Regions from separate parts of the Drosophila melanogaster genome. Here all the other regions are linked to region 1. A link is a contact called in public Hi-C data. All regions are on one chromosome and are shown on one strand. The core of a region is the stretch at or near the end of the contact, and the rest is flanking DNA. Distances in the headings are between cores, read along the strand shown.

Evidence for each region. Hi-C and Micro-C count contacts between places; a contact is called where the count stands out from the background.
Region 2: a contact with region 1 is called in a Hi-C map of the Kc167 cell line, with 4 times the contacts expected there. A contact is called at or near these places in 2 of 107 Hi-C or Micro-C datasets (the Kc167 cell line and the S2 cell line) and 1 of 7 datasets of targeted methods (the S2 cell line).
Region 3: a contact with region 1 is called in a Hi-C map of the Kc167 cell line, with 4 times the contacts expected there. A contact is called at or near these places in 1 of 107 Hi-C or Micro-C datasets (the Kc167 cell line) and 1 of 7 datasets of targeted methods (the Kc167 cell line).

What each region holds. Positions count from the first base shown.
Region 1 is chr2L:13,087,997-13,091,967 of dm6, reverse strand. It overlaps lncRNA:CR44197 (long non-coding RNA:CR44197), which reads right to left and starts at 2,165. Exons shown (of 1, transcript NR_073767.1): 1 at 1,409-2,165.
Region 2 is chr2L:12,465,905-12,469,875 of dm6, reverse strand. All of the region lies in intron 6 of bun (bunched), which reads left to right. Among named protein-coding and RNA genes, the nearest start is that of mir-967, 7.8 kb to the right of the region's middle.
Region 3 is chr2L:12,544,613-12,548,583 of dm6, reverse strand. bun (bunched) reads left to right here and starts at 1,973. Exons shown (of 7, transcript NM_001042894.2): 1 at 1,973-2,941.

The sequences.
Region 1 (3,971 bases), core at 916-3,415:
ATTCCCAGAATTCATGGCTAATAAGTTGAATCTTTCAATAGATCAGTTCCTCTCAGGTTAAGGTAATTCCCAGCTCAATTTCCATTTGACGAACCACAATACCAGAGCCGCAACCCTTGTTCCCACCAACCCTTAACCCAAGAAAGCCGGTCTCAAAAATTCCCCTTTCCCATAAAAATGCGACTTTAACTCATCGCGGCGGCAGCAACAAATCAACAAAACTGCATTGTTCTGAACTTTGCTTAATAACCGAAATTCTCGCATAAAAAAAAATCCACTTTAGAAGTCCATTTAGGGGACGACAAAAAGCGTTTCTGTTAAGGCGGAGGAAAAAGTCACATGATTTAGTTGCCGTCCAGCATCGCGCCCTCCACGTCCCGCTCGTCGTCCATCTCTTTCGCACTCTTGCACTGCGGTCAAATGGGCGTTGCTGAGCAACAAAAAATAAAATATAAAAAAGCACTGCGAAATTTCCGCACAACAACAGCAGCAAAAAGTTATTGCTAAACTAAAACAGAAACACAGTGGTGGCTAATAAGCAGCACACATGCTGTGGCAGGTTTTTCTAATTTCGCTAAGCATGCAAGCACTTTTTAAGTTTATTTATTAGATTCCTTAGAATTCAAAAACAATTCTTCATTTTTACAGAATTTTGTATCTGAAAATTTAAAATTTCGCTTGAAAATTCGAAAATACTTCCAAACTTGAATGTAATTATTATTTAAATTTAAAACTAAATGTTTAAAAAACCAAAAAGGGTGGAAAACTTAACTGGCAGAAAAATATGACAATGTAGCCGAATATCCCTTAGCGAGTGGCCACTGTACGGGCAGTCGGCAAAGCAGCGACTATGGAAAAAGCGCGGAGCTTTTCTGAATCTGAAATGCAATGGAGAATCCGAATCCGCCTCAGCTTATCTCGCAGCCCTCGCTGCATCTGCAACCTCCAACCCCCCAACCACCGAACCCCAACCCCTCGCACTCTCCTAATGAAGATGATAATGAAATGAGCTGGTGCCAAGTACAAACCCATAACCACAAGCCTTTTGCTTTACCAGCTTCCATCCCCTGGCTGCCACCCTGCGAATTCACAATCTGCAATCCGCTCATTTTACAAATTGCTTAGCAGCCGCCGCTGCAGAATGCAACTTTGGGATAGCTTTTGAGGTCAACTTGAAATACCCTAACAAATAATTAACAAGCACGAGCTTCTAATAGTGCGATTAATATTCAATTGGCTTTAATGTTTGATTAGCCATTGGATGGAAAGGCAGGTGTTGGTCATGTTTGCCGGCCAAGTTTATAAACGAGAAAATAGTTTTTTTTTTGTGTTTGTTCAAACACAAACGATAAAAGCTAGATTTATGCATTTTTTAATTAAGTAAATGCTATGAACGCAAATATTTTTTATGATTTTACTTTGCTTAAGTGAACATAAACCGTGTTTTAAGTCGTGATAAATGCTGTAATGCTACAATACAATTTAATATTTTTTTCTGAAATTCTTCACTGTTTTCTTATCAAAACTTTTGATTATCAATGGTTAAAAGGGTCATTCCAATTCGTCGTCGATGCTGAGGCAAAGTTCTCAGTGGTTTCTTTAGAAATATGTAGTTGCAAGTATTTTTTGTTTATTTATTTCTTTATTTTTAACCGCGCTGCGGCTGATGCCATTGTTGCCGTTCCATCCGCCTGTCGATTTGTTTCGCTCGTTTCGGTTCTAAGTTTGCGTGTTGCATTTTGTAATTTTTGTTGTTTAGCTTGTTGTTGTTGTTGTCGTATTTTTTTTTTTTTTTTAGCTTAGTTGTTGCCGGTTATTCCAGGGTGATTTTGCATTTTGTTGTTGTTTCGGATGCCTCCAATCCCAGCAGCGTTTCAAGGTCTTTGCACTATTTGTTTTTGCCAAGTTTCGCACACATCCCATCTATACTATATGGAATATATGGCCGGGGTGTTAGTTTTCTGCCCGATCTCTCGGTTGTATTCTATACTGTTCAGTTCAGTTCTATTCTATTCGGTTGTATTCAGTTCTGTGATGGGGAAGAGCGAGAAGTTTCGCCTTGTGGAAATTTCTTCGCTGGCCCGCTCGTGTTGCAGTTTTTGCTCTTTTCCACTTGACTGACAATTTGATTGGCAGTTTGCTTTTGCATTTGCCATTGTAGTTGTTGCATTTGGTGTTGGTGCTGGAAGCAGCTCTCTATTCTATCGTCTCCCTCCGGCAATTATATTTAATTTTATTATTGAAGATTGCAGCAAGATTTTCGCCCCCAAGGTCAGACGTGTAAATCTTCTGCTGCTGCTGTGGTCACGTAAGCAAAACTTTTTTTTAAGCTCCCCAACCCCGCAATGTCGCGCCTTTTTTTTAATGGCTGGCTGCTTTTGTCGAGTTGCTGGAGCAATTTCAGTATTTTTCTGTTCGTTCGGCATTTCCTATTAGAAATTCTTGGCATTAATGCAGCTGACCGGTTGTAGTTATTTGTTATTGATGCTGCCGAAGTTGTTTTCGCTATCGCCAATTTCCTTTGTACTTATGCCAGCCGGAAGATCGTTAGCGTGGAAGTAGCAAGGTTGAAGCTGGAAGTGGATTACATTGCGTATGCGCAATATCGATGATTCGATTACGCATCCGCAGCGATGGCACTGGCAATTCGATCGGGGAGAGTTGGCTTGGGCAAGCTCAATGAGTATGTGATCCCAATGTGTAAAGCGCAAGGAAAACCACAACGACAAGGATAATCCATAAGGAATCCAAATAAACCAAACCAAATAAACAAGAGATTATAGCTTTTTCTAACTATTGATTTGTAAAAAAAATTCATCTATTTAGAAATATGTTATTCATGTATAATTTAAAACTTAAGTTGCTTGCAGCCTATCTCTTCAACTCTACTGCAAATCGACTGTCCGCCGAGACCTCGAAGAACTAGACGTCCATAATCATTCGAATCGATTACGAGTCCACTATGTACTCAGCACTCAAGTAACTAATTGCACTGCATGGCCATAAAAAGAGATGGAGGGAAATGTCGAGAGGAACGGAATTCTTAACTAGCCATAATTGTTATATTTTTCAAGCATATTGCAGTCATATGCGTGTCGTTAGCTGCCCGATTCTGCAGCAGCAGCAGAAACATCATCATCATCGATGTCGGTCTGCTAGCAACTTGCCTGTGCAATATCATCGGAATACAAAGCTCAAGGTTACGCATACGCCATGTGCGCCGGGCCAAGCGATGCGATTCCAAACGATGCGAGCGCAATGTCTAAGCAAATAGACGACAAACGAGCGCGGCAATGCAAACACGGACACTTGTGCGGTCCGTAGATAGAATTTTAAACACTCTGGTCTTGGTATACTACTACATGGTGGATTTCTAGGGGTTTCCATCGGGTTATCGGGGGCTGTGCCAGATGCCTTTTAGTGCATACATAGTGTCAAAAGTGTCATGAAGCCATGGCTAAGTCATCGATCGGAAGTTTTCGCTCAAAATATGTCATTCCTGCCAGGCACATGCTGCAAAATCATTTTATTAAAAGCTCCAAAAGTTTCACATTGAAGTCTTCATAAACTTAAATATTAGTTTTGTTAGCAACCGTATAGTTTTCAAATTTAAAGTTTCTAAAATATAAAGTATTTCGCTGCACATCATAGAATGATTGTTTCAACTCTTAGTAAGGGTTTTCTTTCATTTTCCTACCCTATTTCCCAGAATTTTTCCCCTCAGCTCGTTTCGTTTAACCAAAGCAACGCTAATTGCTCCGCTGAAGCGTAAAACATTTTCACAAGAACTAATAAATGCAACTGCAAAAGTTGAGTACAGGCAGCGGAGGCAAACCGAAACGATGCAGACCACCCTCATGGCAGCCATAAAGGAAACTCAACTAACAACTGTCTTTGCCAGATGCTGTCTCTGAGGCATCCTCGTCCTCATCTCTTGTCATCGTTGGTGGCCCGAAGGTTGCCTTAAATGC
Region 2 (3,971 bases), core at 801-3,300, 620 kb after region 1:
GTTTACTCTGAGTCAAGGATGGCCAATTACGCAGTCTTTTGATTTTTAAATTGAGATAATAAACAGTTAGTGTGGCAACTAACAAAACTAATAGGATAGGCACTATTTTCGTTGGGGAAGTCCCTTTAAATTTCTCTCTAACTATAATTAATCATTGGCCAAAGAAAAAAAGCCAAGTTATGTTTTATGTGCCTACGAGCGTGCCAATTAAGCTAGCGATTTAGCATATTTTCAAGTGCACTGCTGACATAAATTAATTGTAAATGGGCAGCAGCGCCGCCATCGACTGATTTAAAAACATGCGTTAATCGATTTCGGCCGAGGTGCGACCGATTCGATTTTGTTTTTTTTTTTTTCATTTATTTCGGGGACCTGTTCGACAACTCACTTTGCAAATGATCTTAGCTGGAGCCAGCTGATCTCAGATCTGCGATCGCAGATCTCAGCCGAGTTAAGAAAATCACAAATGCGCTGCGTGTGCGTGGCGTGCGCGTTGGCAATTGGCCGAGACACACCTACCTCACCTGATGTATTCGGACGGACTTGTATGTACACCCATATGTACATATGTACATACGAACATACATACATATGTGATTTAAATTTGGCCATGATCGAACGCCAACGCGAAACGCGTTTGGCCCGAGACATGGCGATCTCACTCGCACTCAAATCGCTAAAAAAAAAAAAAAAATTTTTAAATAAGATTTTGCAATGGATGATTAATGTGTGCGTTGGTTTTGATTCCCTGGCTTTGTCTTTCGCTTTATTTTTGGGCCTTTTGCATTTTAATTGACACCAATATGTCATTTGAGGCAACACGACGAAACGAGCTGGCAATCCGTTGGCCCCACAGAAAGTTTATGCCGCCTATCCCCCAAGCAGGCATTTCTATTTTGTTATGGCCCCGCCTTTGCTCTACGTTGCTGCGAAAACAAAACGCCAATAAATATATCACAGAATGGTGTGTTTGTGCTTTTATAACTATGTATGTACATATGTGTGTGAGTCTGCTTAGACCCCCACATAAAACTGTGGCGACTTTAGCTTCCGCATTATAACTCAACTAAAAACATATTAAGAAACGTTTGTCTGCCACGGAAAATTTCTCAAGAGAAATTCCGGAGGAAATCTCAAAGCAAATGTTCAAAAAAAATTGTTCGAATTTAGTTTTATATTCGAAAACAAAAAACCCAATATATCAATTAATTAAAAGTAGTTATTACGAAACAGAGTATAGATACATATATTGCCAGCTTACTCTTGTTGATTAGTGACGACTACCAATTTTCGAAACAACAAAATATTCCACTTGTTATTTACTATATTCGCCTGCATAAATATTCCTAGAAATTTATTTTCCCGCTGACTGTTTTATTTATTTGCCTTAGAATAAATTCGACAATAATTCTGTTTACATATTTTTGACACTCTCTATTCTGCTTCTTCTCTTTGCAGGTAAGCAAAACAATAATTTCTAATATTAAATCAACAAATTTTGTTATTCTGTGGTCTGCGTAAGTCAATTAGTAACCCATATATTTTTTTGCATATATTAAATTTGCTTAAATATGCATATGTACACGTATGAAATTATTCCACACACACACAAATTGAATACCATTCAATTAAAACGGAAACGGAAAATGATCGAAAATATTCCGCACAATAACTGAAGGAATGCAAATTATGTTGACATCTTTGAATAGTTCTTGTTAGGGGTAAAGAGGTAAAATGTGCGATCTGACGATCTGGCGTTGTGCCGAAAATAGACATAGAAAATATATAGCAAAACAAAATAATTAAGTTCTACATCCCCAAAATATATCATCCAAAAAGAGCGTGCTAGAAATAAAGCGTCAATCTAATGAGAGAATGTTTGAATACCCTATCGAAAGATACCACTTTTAACACTAGCTGGTTTTCTTGAAAATGAACAGAGTGAATCCTCAAAATGACTAACCCCTTTTTTGAAGGGTATACATACAGTGGAGTGCGAATAGAAAAAAATGGCGAACTGAACTATTGTGCCGAAAGCTTTAAGGCCCCATTTATTTGGGTGCAGAACACTAAATAGTAAACACACAAATCGAACGATACACACAGACTTTTATCAAATAGTGTTATTGTGACTGCCTCGATTGGCCTTGAATAATTCATGATTATTTGTGGGCATTTTTTTTTGTTCGCTTTCGAGTTTTAATTTTTCCTTAATGGTTGTTTTTGTGGGGCTCTTCATTTTGTTTTGTTTGTAGTTCTCTTTTCTTTTTATTTTTTGATGGTTCCTCTTTGTTCAGCGTATTTGTTTACCAAGTTTTGAGACCCTTTTGGCATAGGTGGAAAAAGAACTTTTGATTTGTGACCAAATATTTGATAGGGTTAATTGTATTCTAGGAAGGCATAATAAAGTAGAATATTCAGGGTCTTCAATATTCCGCATGACTCAGAGTTAATTTCAAACTCGACCAAATCAGAACTCAAGTTAAAAATTGCTTAAAAAACTTGTATAAGAACAATGACATTTTTACCAGAAAACAAATGGTTTTATGTTCCAACCCAGATAATTTCAGCTATATAGTTCCTTTTTTTTGAGTAATTGGTTTTTGGCGTGTTTTTGTCCTTAACCCAAAATCTGTATGTCGCCAATAGTAAAATAAATACTCTGAAATTTTTTTCAATTAAATTATAGTGCAAAAAATGGTCACAAGGATGAGAGGCACTAACAAATTCAATGAGTTCTTATTATTAAACCAAAATAAACAAGAGAAAGTAGCCAAAGAAACAAACAAAAAATAGAAACATCGCAAAAATTCAGGTCAAGATGAAAGTCTATTCAACTGAATTGCCTAAAAATAAGCCAAGCAAATGATACGTACATAGTACATATATCCAAGATATATCGTTTATATAGAAAGGATTTCCAAGTAATGTTAGATATATATACATTCTTTTGGCGCATAAACCTTGAAAAGTCGCGACATCTTTGCGATGCTTGACACTCGGCCAGAAGTTAATTAGCCGCACACGTGCCGTGGTCGTCGTATACCTCTTTACAACAAATTCGTGGGCATTCGAATGCAATTAGCGGTCGGATTCCTTACCTGTATCATTGTTTACCTGTGAGTGAGTGTACCTTTTGTGGCTGTCGAGGACCGAACTCTGCCGAGCAATAAAACGATTTAATGGCTCTCACCGAAACTGCAGCAGCCGGACAATTTAAATGCAATTTGCACTTTTATTTTTATCTCCTTCCTGTCCCGACTGACGCATTAGTTTTGCATGAGATGATTGCCCAAAAAAGAAAACAGATATTCAAAAAGATTTGTATGACCTGTAGTTTAATTTGAGTCGGGTTACGGAAAAGGTTAGGATTAGTCGTTGTTTAACCAAGATTGTTTGCTTAAATAAGCAATAAATTTAAACTTCAATCACAAGAAGAGGGAGTACTACTTGAGTACTACTGGAGTACTACTTGGTGGTGCAACCCAAAATGACATACCTGTTTTCAAGGAAAACTATTTAATCTTATCCAATTGGTTCCATCAATTCAAGAACGAGCTTTAATAATTTAATATAATATAATATATATTTAAAATTTAATTTTAATTTAATATTTGAAAAACAGCACATTTCGCTGGTCCATTTTCTTGTTAATTTTCCTGTTACTTGATCCATTTTTATTTGAAACTAATATGCCACCAAATAAATAGTTCCTTGACCAAGTTGGGTCCCACGTATAAGTTTTTAGTTATTTCACTTCTATCCTATTTACAGTTCTCAACGTTTTACTCATTTCATTGCTGATCGCATCACACCTGTCGATCACCTGTTTGCAATTTTCGAAAATCGAACATATACATACCTATATTATTTTTTTTCTGCTTGTGCCAAATAACGTCCCAGACAAATGTTTGACTTCGTCCAAGAAAGGGAAACCGTTTGATGGACATATTGACAGACAGCTGCTTCGA
Region 3 (3,971 bases), core at 724-3,223, 540 kb after region 1:
ACTATGTAACTATGTAAACTGTGTAATTGAAAAATTCACAGTCACAAAAAAGAATCTAGAACTTATTTTCGTTTTATCATAATCTGAAATAACATGAGTTATTATATATTATCTATTTTTCAATACAGAAAAATTAAAACAATTTCAAAAAAATATACATATGTAATTTTTTAACCTTTTTCGCTCAGTGTGTGCTTGACCAAATGGGCATCTCATGGAAATGACAGTTAAGCCCGCCAACGTTGGTCACCCCAATGAATGCCGGAGCCAGCATTTTCTTCCCCACGAATGCAATCAAATGGAAATTGTTAAAGAAAAGGAAAAAATGCCAGTGAGCACGATTGAGTGGATCGCAGGACTTTTGGCATTTCACAAGGGTGCAACGCATCGGTCTGCACTAATTACGCACCAAACATGTACGGCAAATCGTCAAACCTTTGAATGCCACAAGCGAAAAAAGGGGCAGTTTTTGGGGGGCGAAAAATGTTTGCCAAATGTTTTTCCTGCCTGCTGCAATTTAAATGAGACGTTGGCCAAATGCGAGGGTGTCGCCTGCAGTCGCTGTGTGAAAGTGGGCGGGGCGGGGCGGGGCTGGTCAGTGGAATTAATTCTAATCCCGAACACGTTCCGTTGCGAACGAAGTGGTCAGTTGCGATATACTATATAAATATATATATAATTGTATATACATGCATATGTACATATATAGAACTCCTTAGTGGAGTTTCAATTGGTGGAGGGTGCGTCGATCATTAGCGTGATTTCTTTCCGCTTTGACAAGAAAATCAGAACGCTTCACTGAACTCCATCAGGACGAAAAAAAAAAGAAAAAAGGAATGTCTTAGTCGAATGGTGTGACTATTAGATACCCGTTAGCCAGCTTAAGAAAGTTGGTAAGAGTTGAATATATTTAAAGTCTTAACTGATTAAAGTTAGCAAGCAGAGTATCAGCAAGGTACTTAATTAAAAGAAGAACCAAAGAGTTAAATAAATGCAAGAAGGTAACAAGCAGCAGTGCGACTATCAGATACCTGTTACTCCACAAAACTTTCTTGAGAAGTCTTAGCGCTAGAACAGGAAATGCTCAAAAGCAGTTACATAATTACTGGCAATAATTTATGTTTATTTTTAAGCTTTAATAAACATCAATAGAAAAATTTAATAGAAAAAATAGAAAACTGAGCGCCAGTTCTATGTATCTATTTTGTTTATAAAAACAAGTAAAGTATACAAATTTAAGCATTGTTAAGGTATTAATTTTCTTAATGATTCAAATTATTTGTTACATATATTTTTATAAAGATTTACCAATCGAATTTTAGTCGTTTGAATTCGCTTAGATTCGTTGAAATTCGCTTCTAAATCAAAGCAAAGAAGCGAACCAATGTAAAATATATGTAAATGTAAAATTGTTGGTTCGGTACTTCGACGCGGGATCTGTTTAACGATTTTTTCAGTGATTTCGACACAAAAAGAGTAACTACTGCAGTTATTTTGCTAATAAAAAATTTAACTATATTATATGATAATTATAGATGATATGATATTAAATATAAATATAATTAAAATTTATAATAGTCCGATTTTTGACCAGAACTTATTATCGACATTATATAAGCCCATTATATACAAAAATGATTCCTAAAACAATCAAATAAAAGTAGAGTTGTGCCACTCGCCTTAGTATAACTTAGTTCTAAAGTATATGTTAATTTTATGTTAAATTCATTTTCGAATAATGGAAAAACGAGCGCCAATGTTGCGCTAGGGATTTCTAAACGATATGTAAACGATATCGTATATCGCACGACAATCGCCTGCGTGTAGAACTTAACAATCGATAGTTGTATTTAGCACAGAACCAAACCAAAAAATGCTAAAATATCAGTTTTGAACAGTATAGTGTGACCGCTATATGTGCCAAAAATCCCGTATTCAGTATTTGGTATTATTATTTGATATTATATTTTTATTGGCATTTTGAGTTGGGACAAAAACGCAAGGCAAGTTGTTGGTCTTTTTCGCTGTCTGCAGACGGATAAAAAGTAAAAGAACGCAAATCGAACGCGCCGCGAACGTATTGCAAAATCGCTTAACTCGCGGCGCCCTTGAAAACGACGAGGAAAAGCGAAAAAAGGCTGCGAGAGCTAGCGCAAAATCGAAGAAAAAACTGTGTATGTGCGTGCGTGTGAGTGTATGAGTGTGACGTGTGCGTCGCTGTGTGTGTGAGCGAGCTGGCATGCAGATGTAGAGATGTGTGTGCGCTGCTGCTGCGGCTGTGTGTGCGTGTAAATTGAATAAGAAAACGGAGCACAAATGGCACTGATGGAAAATTTATATGTGCGCTGAAAAATTAATTTATTTGCAAAAAGCCAAAGAGCTGCGAAAAGTAAAGTGACAAGCGGAGAGATGTGCAAAATCGAAAGAACGAAAAATTGTGGATTGCCGACTCTCTGCAGATTTGAAGAGAGTGGCAGCGAAAGAGAGACATAGAGAGAGAGTTTGTGTATGTGTGGGTGTGAGCCGCCTTTGCCAGGAAAACTAAAAAGAAAAAAATTCCCTGGCGTTAAAATTTGCACAAAAAATGTTGAATTCGATTGTTTGCTTTCCGCAGTTCGGCGTTTCGCTTTTTTTTTTTGCACAAAACTTTTTTCGCCAATTTTTCATGCACGCTTTTTCGTTTATTTAATTCCTCTCTCTCTCTCTCCATCTCTCTCTCACTCATTTTTTCGCTCTCCGAATCGACTCTCTCGCAGTGCTCTCCGCTTTTTGCTTGTGCACAGCCAAGTGTCAAAACTGTCATTTACCTTCCTTTTGTCCGATTAGCAAAACGCAACGAAAAACTAATATCCCATCCAAATTAAATTCGTGGCCGTTCGCTTGTTTTAAGTTTATTGTTTTACGCCAAGAAACAAGTAATTTTAAATTGTTTGACATACGCGTAAGTGTGGTAAAAATGTAAAAGAGAGGCCTTTGCCTCTTAGTGCAACAAATCGATCAGAAAGTAACCAATAAAAAAGCAAAGCAAATCGAAACATGTTTCAAAACGAAGGAAAAATCAGAGAAATTCAATGAAACAAAAGTGCAAAACAGTCGCGTAATTGTTGGTGTGTGTGTGTGTGTGTGTGTCAGCGTGTGTGCCCATCCTTTTGGTCTGCTTCTTCACTTTCGCTCAGTTGTTGTTGCAGCTTGCACTTTGTACCTTAGATTTTTCCCATTTCCTCTTTCCATTCCCATTTCTCCAAAACAGCTGGCCAAGCATTTGATTAACTCCAATATTCCTTCGTTTTCTACTGTATTTTATGTGCCATTTACCTTTGTTTATAATGTCAGCTGGCCCGGCATTGTTGTTTATTTTCTGTTCTGCTTCGCCTTGATTGTTTAGTCAAGTGTTAGTTTTGTTTTTGTGCCATTTTGCAATTTTCTGCTTATTTGCCATCCGATATTATGGGGTAATTTTTTTTTCATATGTGATTTTTAGTAGAAATTCATATAAAAAATTGTGTGTTCTGTTTGGTTAACGGTAACTCGAATTACACACAAGTGTTTAGAATTATGGATACGTATTTAATAACAGCGGTGTGCAATAATAGTAGATTTGCAAAAACCAACCAGCATTTCTGAGAATATTAATTTCTAGTTTATGAACTAAAATATGAAATTCACTCTGTATGAGTACCCTTTTTATACAAACTTGAAATGAATAAATCTGATTAGCTTTGAATGCCCTTGAACCAATCTACAATATCTTCACGATCATAATGATCATCCCTTTTAACGCATCTCCGATTTCAAAGCAAAACAAAATAAACCTCAGGCCAGATCGGTTTTCTTGTCAAGCCGCGTGGCAAATTTTTCTGCTTACCATGCACCATTTTGTAACTATAACTGGACGATATATTTGCGTTTAGGAATCGGATACACTTCAGATTTCTGCCAACTCTTTGATACAACCGATGGCACAAACTCAG